Linked DNA regions of Gossypium raimondii: region 1 is linked to region 2. Evidence: chromatin contacts called from public Hi-C data. All regions are on one chromosome and are shown on one strand. Each heading gives the region's core, a stretch centred on a gene start, on an enhancer-like site or on the middle of the called end of the contact. The rest is flanking DNA. Distances are from core to core; before and after follow the strand shown. Region 1 holds the start of LOC105791540 (abscisic acid receptor PYL9). Region 2 holds the start of LOC105791539.

The links. Hi-C and Micro-C count contacts between places; a contact is called where the count stands out from the background.
Region 1: a contact with region 2 is called in a Hi-C map of leaf, with 4 times the contacts expected there. The contact joins the promoter of LOC105791540 here to the promoter of LOC105791539 in region 2. A contact is called at or near these places in 2 of 2 Hi-C or Micro-C datasets (both in leaf).

What each region holds. Positions count from the first base shown.
Region 1 is chr8:43,537,448-43,542,420 of ASM2569854v1, reverse strand. LOC105791540 (abscisic acid receptor PYL9) reads right to left here and starts at 2,653. Exons shown (of 4, transcript XM_052620316.1): 1 at 2,515-2,653; 2 at 2,228-2,412; 3 at 1,607-1,822; 4 at 485-1,532. The coding sequence starts at 2,353. The coding sequence ends at 1,314.
Region 2 is chr8:43,383,340-43,388,325 of ASM2569854v1, reverse strand. It overlaps LOC105791539, which reads left to right and starts at 1,258. Exons shown (of 9, transcript XM_052634538.1): 1 at 1,258-1,498; 2 at 1,641-1,772; 3 at 1,859-1,964; 4 at 2,053-2,235; 5 at 2,525-2,684; 6 at 2,898-3,223; 7 at 3,347-3,436; 8 at 3,818-3,888; 9 at 4,819-4,986. The coding sequence starts at 1,484. The coding sequence ends at 3,879. It overlaps LOC105791537 (beclin-1-like protein), which reads right to left. Exons shown (of 10, transcript XM_012619628.2): 10 at 4,984-4,986.

The DNA.
Region 1 (4,973 bases), core at 1,404-3,903, 150 kb before region 2:
TGTTGTACTTATAATGAAAAATATATTATAATACGTCTACGATGTAAATGAAAATTATAATTTATAAAATTTGATATAAAAATAATAAAAATGTTTAAACACATAATGTTCATGTTCAAATCTTATTAGGTTTTTAATATAAGACGTAAAAAGATTAAAAAAAACATTCTCAAAATAATATAATTTATTTTGTAAAACAATACTATTTTAGTGAAAGAGATTAAATTTGCAATATTTAAAATGCTATATAGAACAATGGCAGCATATATATTTGATTTTGAAAATGCTGGACAGCCGAACCTAGAGATTTCCCAAGTGGAATGCTTGTGGCAACAATGTCTTAGAGGCCTTATGTTAGTGTTTACATTCCGATACTTAAGTGAGTAAAAAGATCCGTCCCTTTGATCTTCTTCCTCCATTACAAATCCTCTTGGAAACAATTACATCATTAAATACACGGGTATGGAAAAGGGTACAACCCGGATTAAGACGAAACGTGAAGTTCGTTAGCCACTTATCTTCATTTATAGAAAGCACAAGAAAACATTTTAATGGAACCAACCAATGACATCGTTACAGCTTCAAAACTACAAGCGTTACATCCTTACAAGTTTCCAGGATATGAAATGATAATTATTATGTTCTACCAACTTTCTATGACGTGCTCTCACTCTTCCAACTTCCATTCTCACGTGTTTGAAGTTGATTTGTTGCAGAAAATGCAAAAGTCTTTCCAGTTTCCACCAAGGTAGGTCTTTTACTTTAAACAAAGATCATCACAAGATGTTTTTGATCAGTTAACGTGCTGTGCAACATTATGACTCAGAAAAAGCTAATCTTGGTGCATTTCCATGGTGTACCCACACTTTTCTGCACTCAAATCAATAGGCTGAGAACTCTACTCAACAAATATCTACTTTTTAAGTTTCCAAAAATGAAAACTAGCAGCAATACCAAAAATGATCCCAACAAGAGACTACTAAAAATAGACACCATCATAAAACATATCTGTACTTCAAATGGTTTCTCCAAATTCATCCTGCTGGGCCTGGCTGCTGCTACAAATATGGGAAATGGAATTAAAATTCTCCCATCTCTTCTTAATCTTAAATATTTACAAATAAGACCGTAGTTTTGGAGGCTTGTAATGAATTCGGATATCTCATAGATAAACTACTTACTCAAGCATTTAAACTAAGAACCAAAAGGGTGTTAAAAGAGTGTTCCATAACAAAGTGAAAGATGATCATATATCACAAACTCCTAAAGATTAGTCTTTTTCTTTTTGGTCATCACAATTCCACCTTTTTCAGTTAGTATCGGTTGATAGGCTCTGTCTGGTCCATCACAGCCATCCTCTCTGAAACATCGGCTAACGATTTCAGGTTACATCGGATCAAAGCTTCCACGAAGTAACAAGTTTCGTCCGTGGTGTTCCCTTCCGGCACATCCACGACGAACGATTCGATCACCATTGTACCTGGCCTTCCTTCAATAACCTCGGGATGCACCGTCATGATCGAAGAATAATTCTGCAGTCAACAAAATGAGTACCGTGACACAGAAAACAAGTGTTAAGGGAGAAAGAAACGTTAGTATTTTGTACCCTGAGACGGTGGTCGCCGCCGACGATTTTGATGCCTAAAATGTGTTCTTCGTCATCGAGAAGTTCCAACCGTTCGGTGCTGGTGGTTGCCGGAAGTCCGGACTTGACGTTGACCTCTCTAACACTGCCGATCCCGAGGTCCCCTTTCATTATACACCTGCTGACGAAGGGCTTGTACTTTTGCGGCTGGTCAAATCTCCTTACCAATGACCATACCTATCCATAGTTAAAGAAAACAGAAACAGAACAACAAACCCATCGTTAAAATCAGACATTTACGAACCATCGAGTTAACAGAAATTCATAATCTTGGCTAAAATAGTCTGGGTTCTTTTTTTTTTTTCTTTTTTTGTCAGTGAAAAAATAGAAAAAAGCAGAGACAATACATACTCGTAGGTTTACTTTTCTTTTTTGGGGGGGGGGGCGGTTAATTTTCGACCAAGAACACAGATTTTTTATTTGACTTTTGGGTAACAAAACAAAGAGAATAGATTTGGGTTTCAGCAGATCCATAGGAGAGTAGAAAGAAAAACGTGTCAACGGCCTAAACGGCGGCGAGAAAAACGAACAAATGGGGGAAAAGGGGGAAATTATAGAGGAGTCTCAAACTGAGGAACTTACGAGATGAACAGGAGCTTTGATGTGTTTAACAAGAGCAGAGGTGCACTGGTCGTCTCTGATGTTGTGCCTGTGATGTCTCTGTATGTACTGGGATTCCATCATACTCTGAGCATCATCACCGTTCATTTCTTCTACCTTTTTTCCCAAACTGATATATAAGGATAAAAACGAGTTGTGTTGTTTGCCTTTGTAAACAAATCAGAAGGTGAAAAATTAGAGGAGAGTAGCAAGAGAGAAGAAAAGCAAGAGATTTGGTGAGGATGTCAACAAAGGGAAGGGGGCCTTACTCTTTAGCCTTTTGCTTTTGGTTTAGGTTTCAGGCGTTTGGTTGGGACCAGGCTCAGCCTCTTACTTTCCGTAATTAAATCAAGGTTTTTCTCTGTTCTTTCACTTGTCTATACCCTGTTACCTCTCCATTTTTGTAAAATAGCAAATATTTTGAGATACTTTTCTTATTTATATTTAAATAAATTTTTAAAATCATAAAATTCAAATGAACTCAAATGTAAACAGTAAAATGGAAATAAATAACATAAAAAATTTTATATCAATTTTAGTAAATTTATTATATAATTAATTCACGTGAATGTTCCTTAATCTAGCATCATACACAACATTTAAGATCTTTTAACGTGACAGCTATTTTCTATTTTTGTACTTGGATAGTTTCATCGATTGACATATCAAAATCTTTTAAATTAAATTAACGTGAAATCCATTTTGAGAAATATAATTCGTATTATAAAAAATATTTCACAACCATAAAAAAATTTAAAGTAATTAATTAAACTTTAAATATTTTACTATTTTACTATTATAATATTAATTCACTTTAAATATATAATATCAATAAAATAACTTTACTTTAAAATATTTCAATTAATTTTAAAATATTTTATCTGTGAGATATTATATAGAAATTTCTTTACTATATTTTATAGAAAATTTATGCAAAAATTATAAAATAATTTAATATATTTTAATTAATAAATATAATTAATTCGTGCATCACTTGTTAAAGAAACTAGTATATATATGTGATGTATTGATTATGTATAATTTTATATAGGGTAAGTTATACCAACAATTACTCAACTTTGATCTCAATGACAAAACAGTCACTCAACTTTTAAAAAATAACAAATCAACCACTAACGTTATTGTAAAGTTAAAAATCAATCACCCATTGACATTTTTCATTACAGACCAAACGGGATAGGTGATGTGGCTCGTTAACTAGTTGATGTGGCCAGTTAACTAGCCACGATGGAAACCTAATTAACCCAATTAGCTGACGTGGCCACTAACATTTTGTCTCCAAATTCTGCCATTCTGAAACTAGACTTTTTCAAACCACAATTCCCAATCTATGCCCTCGTGGTTTGGATTTCAAATTACCAAAATCTGGTTAGGGTTTTGAATTACTAGAATCTAGTTTGGGTTTTGGCATGGCAAGATTTGACTAGCCATTGTTGTGTTACCAAACCACAACTGCAATCTTGTGTCGCCAAAACCAGAAACAAATATTGCAACCCAACTATTTGTGGAAATGTTACAATGAGTTGCCCTTTATGATTACCAACCCAACCTCCCAACTGCGACGACCATCAGTTCGAACTCGATTGCAACAGCAACAATCACATCATTTTATCCTTAAACCATGGTAGATTCTATGTCCAAAGCATCTGGTATGAATCCTCTATGATCTGAGCCATTGACCGTGGCTAGTTAACAATAAGAAGAAGAAGAAGAAGAAGAAGAGAAGAAATGGAGATGCCAAAAAAAAAAAAAACTATGGCATTTTTAAGGTCGCTAATCGTTGCCACTACCATAAACATTGTTGTTACTATTGCCTCTATTCTGCGTGTCACCTTTGTTTTCTCTTATTCTTCTTCCTCATTTTCTTGCAATTCTTCTCATTTCCCCAACACAGAATAAGGCAATGTTATACGAGTTTTCAAACAGAGATTATAGGTGCATTTAGCCAGATACGGAGAAGAAAAACTCTTGATCATTCTAGTCACCAGAATTGTTCTTTGTGAAGCTTGACCTACCGCCGTCATTGAAATCCACAGCCTCATGCTGTTGTTGAACCACTCTAAAATTTTTCTCTTCTTCTTCTTTTTCTTTTACTGCCTAGCCTAGCTAGGGTTTTAAATTTAGGTCATTTACACATTGGGGTGACAAGTCAACTTTCCGTTACGTCTGTAACGAAAAATGGTTAGTATCACTTATTTGTTATTTTTTGAAAGTTGAGTGACTGTTTTGTCATTGAGTCCAAAGTTGAGTAACTGTCAATATAATTTACCCTTTTATATATTATCAATGAATCAATTAATGATTTACAGTGAGCCTTCTCTATAACAGCCACACTTTATAATAATATTTCATTATCATAGTCAAGTTTGTTATAGATATGATTTTTGTATTTTATTTTTACCCTTTATAACAACTTTTCATTTATAACAATAAACAACTAAAAAGTATGTACACTTCATATACTAATTTAGTTTTCTATAACAACCTTTTATCTCAATTTTAGTGAAATTGTTTATATTTTTAAGTGAAATAAAAAATAAATCTTAATTAAGATATAATTTGGATCTCCTAATTGATATTATTAATATATTATAATTTAAAATTTTAAAAAATTTAATAAGATGTAAATTTCAAATATTGTTATAATTACATAATAAGTATTTCTCTATAAAATTTAAAATTTTGACAAACAATTTTCTTGTTATAA
Region 2 (4,986 bases), core at 9-2,508:
AGATATTTTATATTTCTCTCCTATTGTTGTAGATGATACTTTTTTTATCAACTTTGCCAACAATAGTTTTGGTTGAATATAATATTAAATTAACAATTGAGACTCGTTAATGACAGTGTGTTATACTTTTCCTATAAAAAACATTTATTTTTGTAATATGGTAATATTATATAATTTTATAAAAGTACAACTAATTTAGTATAAAACAATTATTATCTATACTTATATTAAATGACAAATTATAATTATTCTTAAATAATATGTTAAACAAAATAATTGATTCCAGAACCAAATAATACAATAAAAATATATTATCTTAATGTATTTTGTTTTGGAATATTTTATAAACATTAAGGAAAGGGTGTAAATATTATCAACATTAATTCAAAAGTGGATGAGACAATCGCCTTACCTCGCTCCATTACTAAACACCCAACACTATACTTTGAGCACCACACCCCTTGATTTTTGTATTTACTATCACCCTATCATTTTGCTGCAAATCCATCTGTTGCTCTTATTTTGACCTAATATTATTAGGTAAGGATAAGGTTGGGTTTTTTTTTTTTTTTGAAATTTTAAATTTGATGTTAATTAGTACCTATTTCTCTTGGGTTAAAAAAGGTACTAATTCGATAATTAACAAGAGTGTAAATTTCTTGGTAGCACCAAATTATAAGCTATCAACACCCGGCTTAAATAGTGACCAGACATTTGATGCTGGAAATTTCTCAGCGTCGTGCATAAGAAGACCCTGGAATTAACCCATTCTCTAATGTAATCTTCAAGATAAGGTTCACTTTTCCAACACATAATTATCCAATTCTTGATGTAAACGCGTCATGACTCCTCTGTATTTGCATTTCATACCATCGCTATTTTTTTTTCTTTTTTGTTCATATCATACATAAGAATCATTTTTGCAGTTGGAAAATTTAATAATGTTCTGCCATTGATTGCTATGGGGGAGGACCCAAGAGGCTGGAGTTGCAAATAGGACCAAACCCACTTGATAGCGAAACCACAGCACGACCCGCCAATTGTCAATACCACATCCTTAGCAGCAACTTTGAAAGTCGTACCTTTTTCTCCATCCCGAGGAAATAAGCGGAGGCGCTGCCCGCTCTCGGCCTCTAACTTCTTTATACGTCTAATTCTTGTTTTCCGTTAACCGAATATGACCTGTCGTCCTCAACACCCATATGTGTAAAAAGCACTCTCATTGGTTGGTGTGTATGTAATGAAACAAAAGCTGTCACATTTTGTCTTGTTTTCTTCCCCCTTCCATCTTTATTTCGCTGTAGAAAAAAAAAATCTTTCAAAACCTTTTTTCTTTTTTGTCCCTCAAAGCATCTCTTAGCTGCCAAGTACTTGCATTTCAGCTTCAATTGAGAATTTCCATCAATAATCCTTTAATTTTCAGTTAAAGCAACATCTTTTTTTTGTTGAACACAGAGATGGATGTAGTTCGGTTTCAGTTGGAATGAAGAACTTACAGGTATTTTTTTAGTAAGTAATTTAATTATAAATAATTGATCAGTGTCTGTCACTAAATCTAGGTTTTAACATAAATCAAAACTGTCTGCTTATAGCATGTTCCTTGAAACTAACTTGAAGATGGAATTATATGCCATTTACAGAACACACAAGATATAAAACCTTCGATTCAAGCTTCAAATGAATCCAAAACAGAACAGCAGAATAATCAAACATCGGCTGATTCTGCTTCAAGCAATGATGGCCAAAAAGTTTCACGACAGGATATCGAACTTGTAAGAAATCCCATTTTTTCATCATGATTTTTTTTATGCTGGTTTTTGTTAAACGATACACAATTTATGTAAACTGGTGGTTGCAGGTCCAGAATTTAATTGAACGATGTTTACAACTATACATGAACAAGGACGAGGTCGTCAAAACCCTCTTGAATCGAGCGAGGATAGACCCTGGATTCACAACATTAGGTATCCATTGAATATATATATATGTTGTACATGTATGTATATTTTGAACTTACTCTGTTGTTTTCTTTACTGTTCTTGGTTATTTCAGTATGGCAAAAGCTGGAGGAGGAAAATGCTGATTTTTTCAGGGCTTATTATATAAGGCTGAAATTGAAGAAGCAAATCCTTTTGTTTAACCATTTGCTTGAGCGTCAGTATTATCTAATGAAATATCCTATGCCTCCAAAGGTTCCTCTGGTCCCAATCCAAAATGGGATTCATCCCATGCCTGGTAAGTTCTAACTAAATCAATAATGGAAGCAAGTCCCTATTATCTCCTTACATTGTGAAGTGTACCAAAATGGGATGCATGGCCTCAACTTGTTAAGAAAATTTAGGACTTAAACTTTTCCATTGAATTGTTTCTTGAGCATGATAAATATCTGGGATTGTTCTGTTTTTGTTGCTTAATACTAATTATTACAAAATTGGTTGATCTCATTGCTCTTTGTAAATTTACAACATAATGGAATGTTTATGGTCACTATCATGGTTATTCAAAGCCACTTGTTATAGCGCAGTTAACAACTTACCAATGGGATATCCTGTGCTGCAACAACCTCCGATTCCAGCTGCAGGGCAACCTCATCTAGACTCGATGGGGATATCAAGCTGTCATGTGGTCAATGGAGTCCCAGCACCCAGTCATTTTCAACCAATGCAGATGAATTCTGGGAATGAGTGAGAATTTAACCATCTTCACTTCAATCTATCATTAATTGCCTTTTTAACTTACAAATATTTGTTTAGCCTGTTTCTTCCTTAGTTTCATATGCTATTTCTTTCAACATGGCTTGCCTAATTGACAACCTTTTTTTTACTAGCAATGTTATTATTGCTGCTTTCTTTGTCCTTTTTTTTACTTGCAATGTAATTATTGCCTAATTATGCTAGCATGATGGACAACAACGCTACTGATGCGACACCTGCAGTTCCTCCAACCACTGCCATGATGTCATCTATGTCGGAGATGCCAGTGAGCCCTACATCGGTGGCGTCCAGTGGGAATTTCCCTTTCACTGCAACAGACATGTCGGAAATGGGAGTAGACACAGCAACACTTGATTCGGCCTTCACAGCAGATGTGGCAAGTTCAATAGGATTGCAACTGGGACCTGGTAATGGAGCCGACGATTCTAGAGATTCCCTTAGACCACTTGATCAGATTCAGTGGAATTTCAGTCTCTCTGATCTTACAGCCGATTTCTCAAACTTGGGAGGTAAGTTTTGGTAATGAGACCCATAGCAGGAGCATAGCATGCTTGTTGTTTTATCCTCCTTTTCTTTGTTGCTTTCCTTATGGAGCTCATTCTCATAAATTATGTCCCTCTGAATTGTTACAGATTTAGGAGCACTTGGGAACCACCCTGGTTCTCCTTTTCTTCCCTCTGATTCAGAAATTATGCTCGGTTCTTCGGAGCACGAGGATATAGGTAATGGGGTCTCCAATTACATATTTACCTTGATACCTGTTTTGATGAACTCTTTTAAGAGGAAGGATGCTGCTATAGATTAGAAATTTGGGAAAACAACAAAAAGAAAATATCATTTCTATCTATAAACAGAAACGGGATCCTTTAAACTGCTATAAAATCTAATATGATTTTAGAATTTAATGCACGTATTACCATATATCCATGTCTACTTAAAAAATCTCTGCATATGACTGGTAAAATTCTAATAGCAAGTGTGAAAATGGCATCGATTTGTCATTTTGAAACTCTCAGCTTGTCAACATTTACGCCATTGAAATATGTATATTAATCTGTTTGTGTTTGAACACATGCACTGATAAATTTAACTTGTTTCAGTAGAGGAATTTTTTGTTGATTCTGTCCCTGGACAGCCATGCACTCCGTCTGACGAAGAGAAATAGTAGACAAAGGTGAGCATTGTATTGTACCTTATAATTGCTAGAATAGAGTTAATAAGAGTTAGATAAATAAGAACAGCTGTATTTGAACAATTCAGCAGTGTAGTTTTTGTTTTTGATGAATCAGTAGCAGTCAGCAAACATGGAAGTAGCCAAGTTCTTGTAATATTTTTCGTAACAAGGCAATTGATTAATTCTGTTACGGCCGAGAAACATTTATTCTTTTCTTTGAGTTTACAGGTGGGTTTGGATGGGCGATTGGATGTGGTATGGTGCGTTTAGCTTACTTTTTCTCTAACGCTACAGTATCTAATCTCACCGCCACTGCTGTTTTTACACTAACCGCGGGTAAACGCATCGCCCATCCAAACTCACCCTACATCTGAATAAAAGACAATATAACACCGAACTCAAATGTGCTCCAATTTCTGGGTTTATAAGCATCCAGTTCTGAATCAATAAATTGGAAAACTATTGAATTTGGCAAACAGACTTAGACTTTTAAAACTCATTTTTGCATGATTCAACAAACCGGCACTTAAGGACTAAGGCTTAGTTTGGATGGGCGGTGTGTTTAGTTTCGATGAGGTTAAAAACAGCGGTAGCGGTGAGATTAGTTACTGTAGCGGTGAGATTGGATACTGTAGCGGTGAGATTAGAAACAATAGTGGAGTGTGTGTTTAGATTCAAACGTAGCTGTAGCGGTGAGGTGAGAATATTTAATAAAATATTAAAATGTATCTTCCAATATTTTATTTTAAATATTTTAAATAAATTATATAATAAATTTAAATTATTTAATAGATAAAATATATTAAAATTGTATGTATATTAAGAAATTGTTAAAAATTATATTTATATTGATTAATAAAACATATTAATATTAATCTATGATTAAAATAATAATAAAATAAAATTAACATATATAATTTTTTTTAAAAGGATTGCAAGGGCAAAAAGGGAATTACTCCTTCCACTGGTTGCCCAGTTCACCCATTGTCCTAGTTCACTCTTGTTGAAAATTGAGGAGACAGTGTGGTGAGATGGTGGAGATGCACCTCACCATTAATAATCCAAACAACAAAAAAGGTACAGTGAAAAAGCATATGC